Regions from separate parts of the Mus musculus genome. Here regions 1 and 2 are each linked to region 3. The links are chromatin contacts, called in public capture Hi-C maps. All regions are on one chromosome and are shown on one strand. The core of a region is the stretch at or near the end of the contact, and the rest is flanking DNA. Distances in the headings are between cores, read along the strand shown. Region 1 holds the start of Col27a1 (collagen, type XXVII, alpha 1). Region 2 holds the start of Ambp (alpha 1 microglobulin/bikunin precursor). Region 3 holds the start of Zfp618 (zinc finger protein 618).

The links. Capture Hi-C pulls out chosen DNA fragments and counts their contacts.
Region 1: a contact with region 3 is called in a capture Hi-C map of embryonic stem cells, with 2.5 times the contacts expected there. The contact joins the promoter of Col27a1 here to the promoter of Zfp618 in region 3. A contact is called at or near these places in 2 of 484 Hi-C or Micro-C datasets (both in embryonic stem cells), 1 of 115 datasets of contacts at active chromatin or transcription factors (embryonic stem cells) and 1 of 9 other capture datasets (embryonic stem cells).
Region 2: a contact with region 3 is called in a capture Hi-C map of embryonic stem cells, with 2.4 times the contacts expected there. The contact joins the promoter of Ambp here to the promoter of Zfp618 in region 3. A contact is called at or near these places in 3 of 39 promoter capture datasets (cranial neural crest, liver and stem cell-derived epiblast-like cells), 2 of 115 datasets of contacts at active chromatin or transcription factors (bone marrow-derived macrophages and extraembryonic endoderm stem cells) and 3 of 9 other capture datasets (adipose tissue, embryonic stem cells and pancreatic islet).

Annotation. Positions count from the first base shown.
Region 1 is chr4:63,212,375-63,217,268 of GRCm38.p6, reverse strand. It overlaps Col27a1 (collagen, type XXVII, alpha 1), which reads right to left and starts at 1,857. Exons shown (of 61, transcript NM_025685.3): 1 at 1,388-1,857. The coding sequence starts at 1,443.
Region 2 is chr4:63,151,812-63,156,803 of GRCm38.p6, reverse strand. Ambp (alpha 1 microglobulin/bikunin precursor) reads left to right here and starts at 2,632. Exons shown (of 10, transcript NM_007443.4): 1 at 2,632-2,862; 2 at 4,078-4,220. The coding sequence starts at 2,749.
Region 3 is chr4:62,964,036-62,968,720 of GRCm38.p6, reverse strand. It overlaps Zfp618 (zinc finger protein 618), which reads right to left and starts at 3,154. Exons shown (of 15, transcript NM_028327.1): 1 at 3,015-3,154. The coding sequence starts at 3,047.

The sequences.
Region 1 (4,894 bases), core at 608-3,107, 250 kb before region 3:
AGATCAGAAAAAAGAAACTGCCAACAAGATATCAGGGGAGTATGTTGGGCTACAAGCAGAGACAAGGGAAGGCATGGATTATAGGCTACTTCAACGAAGATCCCAGAGCCCAGTGTTCACCCAAGAGCAACAGGGCATATGGTTGCCCAGGAGGGAGGACTTCTCAATGTAGAAGCAAGGAAGGGCAAGAAGGAGCCAGGGTAGGGCAAAGAAGCCGAGGTGGGTAGATGCTTGAGGATGTACGGCCAGAAGGGCAGGCAGGCTTTGGTACTGCTTGCCTTCCTCAAACTTTGGCCCCGTTGAGGCAGGGGGTGCTCTTTGGCACCACCACACTGCCCAACCGCTGGCATCTGCCCTGGCACAGGGTCTCCCGGAGAAAATGAGTCACCAATGTGCTCACTAGTGCCCTGTGTATACGAATGCGTGTGGTGGGGGGTGTGGGGGAATCTCAAACAGCCAGCTTTTTCCAAGACATGGAAAAGAAGGGGGGCGCCTCATCACCCTGGCTCCAGCTCAAAGGGGCGTTTCTTGAGAGGGTGGGCGGTACTATAACTCTGGCCAACCTCTTCTGGGAGCCCTAGAGTACCAGCAAGATGGAAAGGCAAGCCTTGTGCCTGAGATATAGTCCACAGGGCCCCTCTGGACCGCGTTCTCCCACACACACCCACACATAGTGACTGAATCCCTCACTCTTACAACTTCTGCACAAGCTGGGAATCCCAACTGTGGGGTGCCCCTGTGTGCGGGGGCCCCGCCCTGGAGATTCCCGGCCCCTCTCTGGCCACGGTTCCCTCATCTGTACAAGGAGGTTGGACTTGGTGATCTCCCAGGGCCTTTCCGCTCCCACAAGCTGGCTCTCACCCCTTGCTTACTCAGGAGAGGGACAGGAACTGCAGGCTTCCCGGGAGAAGCTGGGAAGTTTGAGGTACGCAGACCCAAGAAGACACATTCACACAGGCAGAGAGGTTAGGAAATGCAGGAACGTGCAGAACCCGAGGCCGAGCCAGGAACAGACACCCGGACCTGACGACCGACAAACTTGATTCACAGGACAGTGGAACTAAAGCCATGCAAGCCCGCGACCTGCAGACACCGAGACTCCCTCCTCCGGCCCCTGCCCCCTGCCTGCCACTCTGAGCACTGCCACTAGACCCCTCTTGGGATCGCTGGTCTGGCTCTGCGCGGACCCTCCCTTGCTGGTCCTAGTCTCAAAAGAGCTCGGCCTGGGGTGCACAGCCCCTGTTAACCCCTGGCGTCCCGCCTGGCGGGAAGCTACAGGAAGCTGACGTTACTCTGCGAGCGTCTGGTGCGGCAGGGAACCCCAGACTCTTGTGCACATCCGAGGTTCAGGAAGCTGAATCGGGGGCAACCCTGGGATTGTACTCACCCCCCGGGTCCTGACGCCGCTGTGCCTCGGGCCCCCCGCGCGAATCCCGTGCCCATGGCAGGCCCCTACTTCATGCTGCGGAGCCCGGGGGGCAAGTGTGGGCGCGCCCCATGGGGCCGCCAGCCCCCCGCCGCGCCGCGCCAGGCCGGCTCAAAGCGCGCTGCCGGCGCACCCCCAGCCCAGTCCTGCGCCCAGGGGCGCCGGAGCAGACGGACAGCACGGCCCCAGCCCGGCGGTCGCCCGCGCCAGGCCCATGGTCCCAGGACTGCCGGAGCCGCGCTCGCCCCTGCCTCGCTCTTTTTCTGCTTCCACCGAAAAGGAAGAAGCAAGAAAAGGCAGGGAGAGAGAGATGATCAAACTTTTGGAGGCGGGCCGCTAGCGGTCTCTGGAGGCAGAGCAAGGCCGGGAGAGCGCGCGCGGAGGGCGGTGGAAGCTGCCTCCCCGCCGGCCTGGGGGAGGAGAGGAAAAGGAAGGATTTGGGGGAAATGAAGGCGATTTAAAGTCTCGGCCCGCCGCAGCTCTCCACCTTCTTCTCCTCCCCGCGCCGGGCCGCCCTCTGCTGCCAACTGCTGCCCCCTGCCGGACGCAGCAAGGGATGCAGCATCGGTTGCCTCGCGCGACCGTCCACCTATCCATCCTGAGGGGGACATCCCACCCCCAGATCTCAAAACAGACTCATGAAAAAGAACCTCCTCCTGGCTACTCATGGATCTATCACAATTGAGATTAGGAATTTACGATTAATGACACTAAGGATCCTCGATAGCGGGCGGTGGGGGAGGAAGGGGGAAAATTCTACTCCTGAGAGGATCCTAGAGATGCAGAAACACAGTTGGGACCTTGACTTGGCATCTACATTTCCACGACAACCATCTGTCTTAACTCCCAACTCTTAGCAGAAACTCTTGCACCCTAGAGCTCCGTGGAAGACCGCTGTGGGTAAGCGTGCTGAATGTGTTCGGCCTTTCTGCATTTTCTCCGACCAGAGACTCCCCGGAATCCCACGCGGCACCCTCTGACACCCAGGCAGATTCTCAAACTCACGAGCACGGCTCAGCCCTGAGACTAAATCTCTAGCTTCTGGCCTCTACAAGGCGATTCATACCACACTCCCGCACACACACTCCCGCAGGCACACTCCAAACACTCACACTCATTCACACGCAGACACAGCCACGCACTGTACTGAACTTCCGCGAAACACCTTTGGATGTCTGGATTCCTGGCGATCTCAGACGCTACGCTCCCAGAGGCAGCCACCCGAGTGCTCACACCCGCACAAAATGCACATGCACAGCGCACACACTCCCACATGCACAGTCCATGCAGCTCCCCGAGTGCACACTCCCCGCTTGCACACGACCCTCTGCGAATGGCAACCACAGGCGTGCATACAGGACCTGCACCCTCTATTGCACATGCATCCACCTTTGCGCACTCCAAACGCCCAGAGCTCCGTGAGTCCCAGGGCACTTACTGGGTCCCCAAGTGTGACGCTGGCCGGTCGGTTCTTAGGCGGGTGCCTAACGGCATCTGTGGTCATGGGTCCCCGCAGCCCCGGGCGCGGGGGCGGGGGTGCAGTCCCCTTCCCTAAAGGCGCACAGGGCGCGACGGCGCCGGGAGGAGCATGGGAGCGCGGGCCTGCGCCACCGGCCCGGTCCCCCTGCGCTGCAGCCGCGGCCACTCCGCGTGCTCCGGCTCCAGCTCGAGCTCCGGGTGCGGGGGGTGGCTCATAGGTGCTGAGGCCGCGACAGACGCCGGCCCTTTTGAAGTCTCCGCTGGGGGCGGAGAGGGGGGCGCTGAAGGCGGCCTTTTAAATCGAGGCTGCACGCGGGCACCGTCAAGCAAGGTGTCTGGTTTCAGCAAACTTTCGGAAAAGTCCCAAGTCGGAGTGGGGGAGGGCTCCGCCGAGCTGTACGAGGCATCCTGCAGGGGGCAGAGCACCCGGGGCTGCTGGGGCCCCCCGCGCACCCCCCCCCCCCCCGCCTCCAGTCTGAGTGCTTCACCTTCCTTCACAAGAACACCCGATGCTCTGCACTGATTGCCCGTGTCTGTGCCTGAGAAAGGGCCGCGGGTCTTTCTCGAATTTTCCTAAGTTCACAGCTTCGAAGGTAAAGTATTCCCTGCCCAATCACAGCTGCTGTGTGTTTCTGAGCTGCATACTTTGTGCCAGGCACATCCTGTCTTTATTTACATTTTTTTGGTATTTCGTTCATGGGTTGTTTTTTTTTTTTTTTTCCTTCTTTTTTATTTTTTGCCTTAGAGGCTTTTAAAGGCATTGCATTTAAGTGTTGGGTATCTCTCTTACTTTGTTTGGCACTCTTCGATATTTATCTCCATTACTGAGGGACTTGGTGACCAGTAATATTTTGCATCTTTTCTCTTCCACACTGAGGGCCTCTATGCTACAGGAAAAGAGATATGCGATTATCTACGCTGGAGAGAAGGTTGATCACGCTGGTAAGTGGTACAAGGGCCACTGAACTCAGTGCCAGACTCTCAAGACTTGTGTCACTTCTTCCTTCTTGCTTCTTCCTTCTTGCCCATTGCTGCTGTCAAACATTCCTTTGTCCTTCTTCAGCACTCACCTGATGTAGCTGCTCCACTCACAGCCACACTTATCCGCACATCACAGTGCTGTCACTGTCCTGATGCCTCTATAACCCCATCGCCAGCCTGGAATCTGGGACATAATCAGTGCTCCAAATATTCCAGCCCAAAGAAGCTGTAAAACAAAAGGGGGATAGGGCTCCTACAGTATGCAAGCCTCTGCTTGGGAAGTGAGCCACTGTTAATGGATAGGGACAAAGAAATTACACGTGATTCTGAACACATATAAACTGTAACACAAATCAGAAAGAGCAACTTAGGGTAGAGAGGCACATCTGGATGGGTGACTCCACTCTCACTTTATCATGAACTATTCCTGTTCTTGTCCTCTGCCAATAGTACAAAGATAACAGAGATAATAAAGGAAGACTGTGATAGGGGCTTTTAACGAAACACATGGATCAATCGAATTGTCAAGCTGACTCAGAGGATAACTAGAATCCCAGGAATGTACCCAGGAGGAGGTGGTGTTTAGAACCTGAAGGATGTTAGCTATGCCTATAGCTGTGGAGAAAGGATATCTTCCATGGAAGAATCATAGGAACGTATGGTGGGTTGCAGACTGGCCTTGAAAACTGTGTGTGGCAAAGAAAATAAAGTCTCCAGGTCTCTCCCCTGTGAGGACGCAGGTGTCCAGGCAAGAAGACACTTCCTCAAAGATAGCTCACTGACCAGTGGTGGCACCAAAGCCTTTCCAAGTCTCCCCTATGTGGTCTTTAAATACAGTGCTAGTGTCAAGAACCTAACAGCCCCAAAGACACATAGGAAACTATTGGAGGTCTCAAAAGATTGAAATGTGTCCATCCGGGCTTCACTGTGCCTATGCAGAATGTAGGTTCATGGAGCTCAATCTTCCCGAGGTCTTTTGCACTAGGGCAGATCTGACTGCTTCTCTGC
Region 2 (4,992 bases), core at 1,383-3,882, 190 kb before region 3:
CTCACAATTGTCTGTAACTCCAGTCCCAGGGCTTCTGACCCTCACACAGATGTGCATGCAGGCAAAACACCAATGAACATAAAATATAAAGAAATTATATGTACGTGAGAGGTCATTTTGGTGCAATACATGTAGCCCAGGTAGTGGGACAGACCCTGGAGTGCCCATGGACATTCACAGAATGTTTTCAAGTGTGTCCTCAAGTGATCCAAATGGCAACTGCTCTGTTCTCTAGTTTATAGATTACAGAAGAAAAAGGCTGTTCCCAAGCTCCCACAGAACAGAGTCAATATGCTCAGTTTCTTCTTCTTCTTCTTCTTCTTCTTCTTCTTCTTCTTCTTCTTCTTCTTCTTCTTCTTCTTCTTCTTCTTCTTCTCCTCCTCCTCCTCCTCCTCTCCTCTTCCTCATCCTCTTCCTCCTCCTCCTCCTCCTCCTCCTCCTCCTCCTCCTCTTCTTCTTCTTCTTCTTCTTCTTCTTCTTCTTCTTCTTCTTCTTCTTCTTCTTCTTCTTCTTCTTCTTCTTCTTCTTCTTCTCTTTCTCCTTCTCCTCTTTCTCCTCCTCATCCTCCTCCTTCTTTTTCTCCTCTTCCTCCTCCCCTTTCTCTTCCTCTTCCTCCTCCTCCTTCCTCCTCTCCCCTCCCTCTCTCTCCATCACCTTATGCCTACCATTAGCCAACCATGAAAGGCTGAGAGACTGTACTGCTGAGATGGATCAGTGGGTAAGGTGCTTGCTGCCAGCCCTGTCTGTCTGAGTTCCATCCCTGGAACCCACATGGTGGAAGGAGAGAAGTGACTCCTTCAAGTTGTCCTCTGACCTCCACAAGCACCCCCACTATAGTGCATGTGTTGTGGCACATGTATTCCTGCAGAAACTATTCCCACAAACAAATAAATGTTATTTTTATATATTAAAAAATGTCTGAGAATCAAGAACACAAAAGAAGGCAACTATGCCAGAAAGTTAAGCCAAGACAGTTGCTGTGTTGAAATGTGTATGGAGGTTTTGTGCTTCCTGGCAGCCAGAGCAAAAAAGGAAATTCCATCCGTGGCCAAGCTGTCTGTTATGGTGCATGGGAAACCCTCTCATTTACAGACAGACACACATGTGCTCTGGATACCAGCAAAAGGGAACTGTGTCTGCTGGGTCTCACAGAAGGAGCATGGTACACTGACTGTGGAACAGACCCCCTGTTTCTTCCACGTGCAGGACCCTGGCTCTCTGGTCTCAGCTCTAACAGGGATTGCCTGCTATATGAAGGAGTGTGCCGTGAGGGAATCAGGGAGGAGGAAGGACAATGGCTGGAACCCCTGGAGGAGAGAGAAGAGAGTGGAGAGGGATCATAGCACCATGGACGGGAGGAGCTCTGATGCAAACAGATGTGGGTTTAAAAATCTCCCATTAGAGTATATAAATCTAGAGGCTAGGGATGTTGCTCAATTGGTAGCGCTCTTGTCCAACATGCAGGAAGCCCTAGGTTTAACTCCCCCCACCCCCACCCCCCACCCCCCAGCATAAACCAGGTGTAGCTGTAGTTCATGCCTGTAATTCTAGAACTCATGAGGAGGGTCAGATATTCAAGGCAGAGCTGGCTACAAATCCAGTACAAGGGCAGCCTAGAGCTATATAAGACACTGTCTCAAAAAAAAAAAAATGTTGCAGGTTTTAAATCAAAATGTTACTGTGTTACCTTCTTTAGGCGCTGTTATAAAAAACCCTAAATCATTAGGAATGATACAAAGTGTGTCCTCTCTCCAAACTTCCTTGAACTGGTTTAGTCTAAAAGTATCATCCTGTTGATGGTTCTGGAGCAACTGGAGCGACAGGAACATATATCTTACGGAGGTCACAATGACCCTTCAACTCTTACCACACCCTAAGAACAATGCTGTTGCCTGTTGGCATTCACCCCTTCAACCTTCACCCCAAAGCTAGGATCCAGGTACTTGTGTTAACAGCGTTTATTGGTGAAGAAATGAGCACAGAGGGCTCAGCATTCTTTTCAAGCGCACACAGCAGGAAGACCACAGGAAGCTGCCTGGCTTTGGAGGCTCTGTTCCCTTTCTTACGGTGGAGCCCTAGTGGGTCTTGTCAATCCAGGAGAGTGAAAACTTATATCAGTGAAAGGCATCTGCACATGCTTCTGAGGTGAGCCTGGGGGTTCATCTGGGTACTGATGGTTTCACTGTGGGAAACCAGTGTGGCTCGGTGAAGGGATAGCATCTCTCCCTGTCCTGATTATCTTAATGGCTATGAGAGGTTGGAGACCAGAGGGAGAGTCTTGGGAGGAAGGATGCTTTGCTCTATAGCCAACTTCCCTGGGCCTTAGTTTTGTTATATGAGAAAGAAGCCAGAACCAGGCTACCTGTATCTTCTGAGATCTTGGGGGAAGAACTGGAGGGACAGGCCAGACACTGCCTGACTGCCCCATCCCCTGTTCTCCCTGGGGAAAGTTGACCTTTAATGAAACCTTTCTAGGGTCTGAACTCTATTGTGCTTGGTCAACGTCCCTTCAGAGTCAGTAACCATGGCTTCCTGTCCACAGAGTTGGACCTGGGCTGGGCTGTAGGGATCGATTAGAGCTGGCCCAAGACCCTGATTGGCCTTGGCTGAGCAAAGCAAACACCAAGGTCATCATTTGCCTCCGGATCCTTCCCCAGCCTCAGTTTGTAGCTGCCACTGCCGGGGAAGTAATCCCTGCTCCCACACTGAGCTGTGAGAGAGACATCAAAGACCAAAGACCACAGAGCCATGCAGGGTCTCAGGACCCTGTTCCTGCTGCTGACTGCCTGCCTCGCTTCGAGGGCTGACCCTGCGTCAACACTGCCAGATATCCAGGTTCAGGAGAACTTCAGTGAGTCCCGGGTAAGGCTGGCCTCTCTGGCAGAGGTGATCACAGTGGTGGTATGCCCATGCTCCTGGGCCTTGCCAGCTAAGGCCTGCCTGTCCTGTCTTGGGAGTACTCATCTTTCCTATCTTGTAGATGGCATCTCAATCTCTAGGAGACTTTCCTGGCCAGGCTGTTAGGTTATTCTGAGATTCTCTGAAGATACAGCTCCCTCACCTGCCATTCATTCTTTGGGGCCCCCTGTAAGCCTAGTGCCTTCCAAATCTGCGCTGTCCTCATGGGTCCCCAGAGGAATCCACATATGGCAGGTGGCATAGGGTGGACATGAACCTGTGAGCTTTGTGGACAGGCTTGTGGGATTGTGTGAGGAAGAGAGGTAGGACACTGGTTGATGGGATTGGGGAAATTACGAAGTGTGAGTCTAAGGGCACCTTGGCCTGTGGCAGACATGTCACTATGTGTCTATGCATATGTGTCTATGTGCAAATATTTTTGTTTGCATACACATGCCCTTGCATGTACGTGTGTGTGTGTTGTAGAGTTACATGCTTCCTTCCTTCCTTCCTTCCTTCCTTCCTTTCTTTCTTTCTTTCTTTCTTTCTTTCTTTCTTTCTTTCTTTCTTTCTTTCTTTCTTTCTTTCTTAACAAAGCAACCCCAGCTTTGTCCTGAATCATAAAATTGTCTGTGTAGGGACCCTGTCCACCTCAACGCTGTCTCCATGATCTATCTGAGGGGTTTTCAGAACACTCCCGGTGATTTTCTATACCTTAGGACAAGGAACAGGTGTGCTGGAGGTCCAGGGGCTGGAAGGTCAGCTCTATCTGACTGCTGTCAAGAGGAAGAGGTGGTTGACTGGTCCCAGAAGGTCCCACCAGGTTTGTAGGGTCTCCATGGCACTTCCGCTGGCTGCCTCACAAGGTGGCAGACACTGCCATGAAAGGTGTAAAACCCAAGCTTCATTTTCCAAGGCAGCGATAGCTGGTGACCTCAGAATATGCAACCTGGACTCTACCTACTCACAGGGGCATCTCAGACACTTTACTTCTGTGGAGCAGACCTTGTGTAAGGAAGGGGGACTCTGCACACCTCTGCCCTAAATATGCTGTACCTGGAACTCCACTGTCACCTTGAGACACTGTCCCTTAAAGGGCTGGTCCTTGGAGGAAGGAGGGGAAATGTGGACACATCTCCTCAAGGGCTTGGTTAAATCCAGATTTGTGGCTCTTCCTAGATCTATGGAAAATGGTACAACCTGGCGGTGGGATCCACCTGCCCGTGGCTGAGCCGCATTAAGGACAAGATGAGCGTGAGCACGCTGGTGCTGCAGGAGGGGGCGACAGAAACAGAGATCAGCATGACCAGTACTCGATGGCGGTGAGTGGGGGGCACAGGAATGACCAGGCTCCCTGGTACCCCCATCTTGTCCTGGGACCCTCAGCTAGGACCTTGCTTCTGAGCCTCAGGTTCATGGCTGTCCTCAGCAGATGTCTCATGAGCCTCTCAAGGACTGTGTCTCCAGCACTAGGCTTCCTGTGCAACTTCCCCCATCTTGCGTATTCCTCCCTTGGCTGAGGAAAGGAACAACTACCCCAAGGACCTAGCTGGAGAGCCTCAGGCCAGTGGGTCTAGGGTGAAGTGTAGACTCTGTCCATTCCTCCCTGATGCTGTGCAGTCTATCATGTTCTCCCCCTCTCCCACCTGTCCTCTCTCCACTGCTGCCACTGTGATCCATGCCTCCATCCCTCCATCTGCCCATCCATCCATCCCTTCCTCCCTCCCTCCCTCCCTCCCTCCCTCCCTGTCTCCTGCAACCCATCTACTTTCCTTCCCACCTTCAACCCCAGTCTTCCCCTTTGATCCAGTCTTCACCTAGCAACCACAAAGACTTTTTTCAAGATTTATTTATTTATTTATTATATATAAGTATGTGAGTCCTGGACATACTGTTTCCATGCCATTTCTTCTACATACTGCTCAATACAGCGTGTGTGTCTGGCCCTGGATGGACTTCCTGTCTCACATCACTACAAGCCCCATGCAAGCACAGGCCTTTGAGACTTTCCTTTGTGTCCCCAGCATATGGCACAAGTGTTGTTCACAGGACAAGGAGTGGTTGTGTAAGAGTAAGAGAATTCTACAGCGTACC
Region 3 (4,685 bases), core at 1,905-4,404:
AATTTCTAGCCATAAACCATAAAACTACAGCCAACAAAACAAAATTCTCAGCAGAGTAGATTGCAGACATCTGAGTGGCAAGGCAGACTGTAGGCTATACCAAGAGATTCTCATTCCTTTGCACCGGAGATAACCTGTTATCTCCATCCTGGACCTTTGCTGAGGCGCCCTTACCCCATCCGTCTATCCATCCCTATGTCCATCCTTCTCCAGCCCTGGCCAACTTGAGCCCACTATCTCGCGAGGCCTCTAGAACTTCTGAAATTATAAATTCCTCGACTGTCAAGACATCGCCCTAAATAATTCAAGAGAAGAAATTTTAATTATGCACTTAAAGGAAAACAACAAAACAACAACAAAAAGGCTCATTCCAAACATGTCAGAACGTGGCCAGTCAGCCCTGAAGGATTGTTACAAAAACAAAAAAAAATTTTTTTTTAATTAAATTAAATTAAATTTCCCAAATGCTACGGCGATGATGGGGACTATCTAACCTGTGCCAATGTTAAATTCATTCCACAGAATTAGCAGCCCTTCAGAAACCCAGTTTCCATAAAACAAATTGGTGAGGTAGGTCCAGGACCACCCGCTAGCTGTTGATCCCGGGTCCAGAGTGGTCTATCCCCACCCCAGGTAACCCATCATAGCTCCAACCCCAACGTCTACAAGGTCCCCCCAAGTCCAACTAACACACTCCTTTTGGTTTGAAAAATTTGAACTTTTTTTTTTTTTTTACTCAAAAAAAAAAAAAAATCAGCACATCCGATCAGCCTAAATCATCACCAATTTCCCTTTATCTCAGAACAGATCTTATTCTCTTGTGTCAAATTTCCATCCAGTCAATATTTATCCCTTGAAAATTTTTCTCTTTTTTTTTTTTTTGTTTCACCTTCATTTGATTTATCTTAAGGACAAAACCTCCACATAAAATATTGTTTATAAAAAATGCTTTCAAATTCCCAAGGCAAGCATCTCTGGGTTTGGCTTTTGTGTGTATTCTGATTAGTTTTTCTTTCAAAGAAAATAATAAATTTTCCTGCTAGAAACAGCTGAGTTGGTGTTTCAGTTCATTTCTTCAGCAAAGTGTTCTTACCAGGGAAGATGGATTCAAATCAGAATTTTCATCTCTGCCATTCTCTCTCCCACCTTTTTTTCTTACTGGGTCAGTAAAATTTGTGGAATTTTCTGTTGTTGTTACAAATCCCCTCCCTTCAAAACACACACACACACAATCTTCAAATGATCAAGGCTAATGGATTTCTTCTCTTTTGACAGCAATAAAAAAAATTTGAAAAATGCAAAATATTAATGAATTATCCAACCCCACATCACAAAGAAACCTGAAGCCAACCTGAATTTTTAAAAAAGGAACTGATGATAATACTCTAATTGGACTAGAAAACAAAATTGAGAAAGACAAATTCTCCTCTTTAACAAGGATTTTTTTTAATCCTTATCTCCATCAATTGATTCACTTGTGTGTCGTAAAAAAAAATGGGCTTCTGTGAATCCACTGTTAGTTTTTCATAATAATGTTAATTATGCATATCTTATTTTAATGGCGGCCTCTCCTACAATTCTGTGGGCTACTCAGTTTGCACAATATATGAATTGACATTTTTCTCCATTGAATATTGCTCAAGAAAAGGTCCCTGACATTTTCTAGATAAAACAACAACAAAACAAGAAATGCCTAGACCTTGCAGCAAACAAAATCAGGAAACAGTCATAATTATTCCATCAAAGCAAAACACACACACAACACACACAACACACACATACACACACACAACATAACAAAAAACAGAAAAAAGACCGGCAGGATTTCACTCTAACTTTTCCAATTTCTGTTTTTCTTTAAAATCTCAGGAGTTAAATGCAGTAAAATGTAAATGTAAAAATTTAAACCTACAATTTTTGGGTGTGTCCAAAGCCAACATTTTAGGATCTATTTTCTCTCCTAAATCCTTCTTTCTTGGAAATGGAAAAACTTTGAACGCTGCCAAATGGCAAAATTAGTCATTTTTGCCTACGGAGCAAAACAAGCCGCAAATTATAATGAAACACAATTTCTAATTGCTTCATAAAGCCAATTCTCCCAGCTTTCCCTAAACTGAACTATTTCCCCCCTTTTCTCATTCCAATTACTATTTTTTTTTTACTCAAATTAAAATAACTTAGGTACCTAAACTGCCTTTGCTTTTAGGAGGTATTTTTGCTTTCTCCCCTTCAAGAATTGAATTCATTCAAATTCCAGCTTAATTTTCATTTACATATTATCTGGATTTGGCTTCAGAAATAAAATTGTCTCCATGTCCTTTCAATGATCAAAGTGAAAATTTTCACTCCAAAAAAGATAGAAAAAAAGAATCTTTCCCACATCCACCAGTTTGTAGATGAAACTTTGGAATAAATAAGAAATAAAAAATATTTCTTTTCAATTTTAATTTCTTTTTTTTTTTATTTACAAAATAGTATCCTCTAGGTGGCGTCGTTTTAATGGGAAAAAACTACCGTTTGAAGAAAAATTAGAAAAAAAAATTGAGAGAAGGAAATATGGCCTTAAAAAAAAAAAAAAAAAAAAAAAAAAGATTGTTGCAAAGATTGGGGGCCTGGAAGGAAAGCTCTCCTGGGGGTCACCAAGGACCATGAGAGCAGAGAGGGTCAAGGGGAAATTGCAAATTTCGGGGGAGGGGGAGATCTGGAAGAAGGTTGCATTTTCGCAAAATCTGAATTGTCCAAACTGCAATGGCTGCTCCGTGCTCTCGCCGCTTTGTTTCTGGGCTCCGGTCCGAGCTGGGGGCCGCGGGGGGCGGCGGGGGACGCCGGGTGAGGGGTCCCCATTAGCCTCGGCCGCCGCCCCCGCGTCGCCCGCGCCCCGCAGCGTCCCGGGGGGCCGCTCCCGCACCCCGGCCGCCCGGCCCCACTCCGGATCCCCCCGCCGGCGCCCGCGCTCGCCATCCCGCGGGGCTGCTGCGGCCCCCGCCCTGGCCCCCGCCCCGGCCCCGCGTTACCTGCGGAGCTGCCGCGCCGTCCGGCTGGCTCATCGGTCCGTGCGGGAGGAGGCGGCCCCGGCGCGTCCTGCTCCTCCCGGGCCGGGCTGCGCCGCGCGCACAATGCCGCTGCCACCGCCGCCGCCGCCGCCGCCGCTGCTGCCGCTCCCTCCTCCGCCCGCCCCGCGCGGGCCGGGGGGCGGGGGCCGGGGGCGCCGGGGGGGACCGCCGCGGGGACCGCAGATCGCCCCGCCGGCCCGCGCCCGCCGCGCTGCACCGCGCCCCGCACCGCCCCCGCCGGCCTCCGAGCCGCTGCGGGCCCCCGGCCTCTCCTCGGCCTCCGCCGCGGGCCTCCGCGACGCCCCACGCCTCACACAAAGCCGCCGGTCCCCCGCGCCGCCGGCGGCCCCCCAAACTTTCCCGCGCCAGCCTCGCGCGCGGGGCATTTGCTCGCGTGGGGCGGAGGTGGGGGCACAGAAAAGTTTTGGGGAGCGGCCTCTGGTGGGACAGAAGGGGTTAATGGGAACGCCTCTCCCCTCCCCACAAGCTCTCCCCCCCCCCCAAATCAGATCGATTTTTTTTTTAAATAAAAGTTTTGAGGAACGAAACTGGAAAGCTTCCTGGGAATATTCGGTAGCCTAGGCTATACCTAGCTCCCCCCTCCCCGTCCTCGCAGATAAGTTTGAGAACTGAGGGCCAAGGGGACCCTCTCTAACCCCCATCAAGTCTGAATATAAATTTACTATTTGAGGAGCCTCTCTTCTGTTTGATGTCAGTGAAGTCACTTTTTTACCCTCCCCCGCCAAAAAAAGTAAAAGTATTAAAAAAAAAAAAAAAACACAAAACCTGACCCTATGGAAGGAGATGTTGAAGGTTGAACAAGGGTCAGCCCCTCCCCCCCCCCCCCCCCCCAGTTAGAAAAGGAAAATTTTGACTTATCCCTCTTACTTGAACTGAAAGGTTAAAGAGGCCTGCTCTTTCAAAAGTCCTAAACTATAAAAATACAAAATGTTTCTTATATGAGAGCTTCCTCTTTATGACTTAGGAAGACTTAAGGGTTTGTTTCTGTCCTCCTACTCCCAAAATAGACTTAAAAATAATAAATCAGAAAGACCTGGCCTATATGAAAACTAGAGAGACCCCTGGATTCTTCTCCCACAGCTAGTTGAGTTTTAGAATAAGAAGTTGAAGAATTGCCATGTATCAGATGAGAAAGGAACCAATGTGTTTCCTTACCCTTCCCTTGAGAAAAAAAAAATAAGGATAGGATTGTTTTATGGAAATTAAGGCTAGTTAAACGGGTGCTTTTTCTGACTCCACCTTAAGAAAACATGTGTAGGAGCTTTTTAAAGTTTAAAGAGCAAACTCCTCTAAACAGAAAGGGCTCTAGAACTGTCCGTCCCCTTAGAACCCTTCTTCTTCCTTCAAGTTAGTTTTTAAAGACACCACTCTCCTGGAAGAATCAGTCTGTGGGAATTTGGCCCTCCGTAGAAGAAAAACAGTGAAGAACCCCACTTTTCAAACCCCAGCCTGGTAAATACATAAGAAGTTAAGCAGCATCTTCCAGTTACATCTGGAAACCTCTAAAGTCAGTGATTGATTTGAGATTTAAAAGTACCCATTTCTTTTTCCCCTGCTTATCGCGTATGTTCTTGGAAGAGATCTGGCAGCATCTTCCAAGGCCCGTGTGGA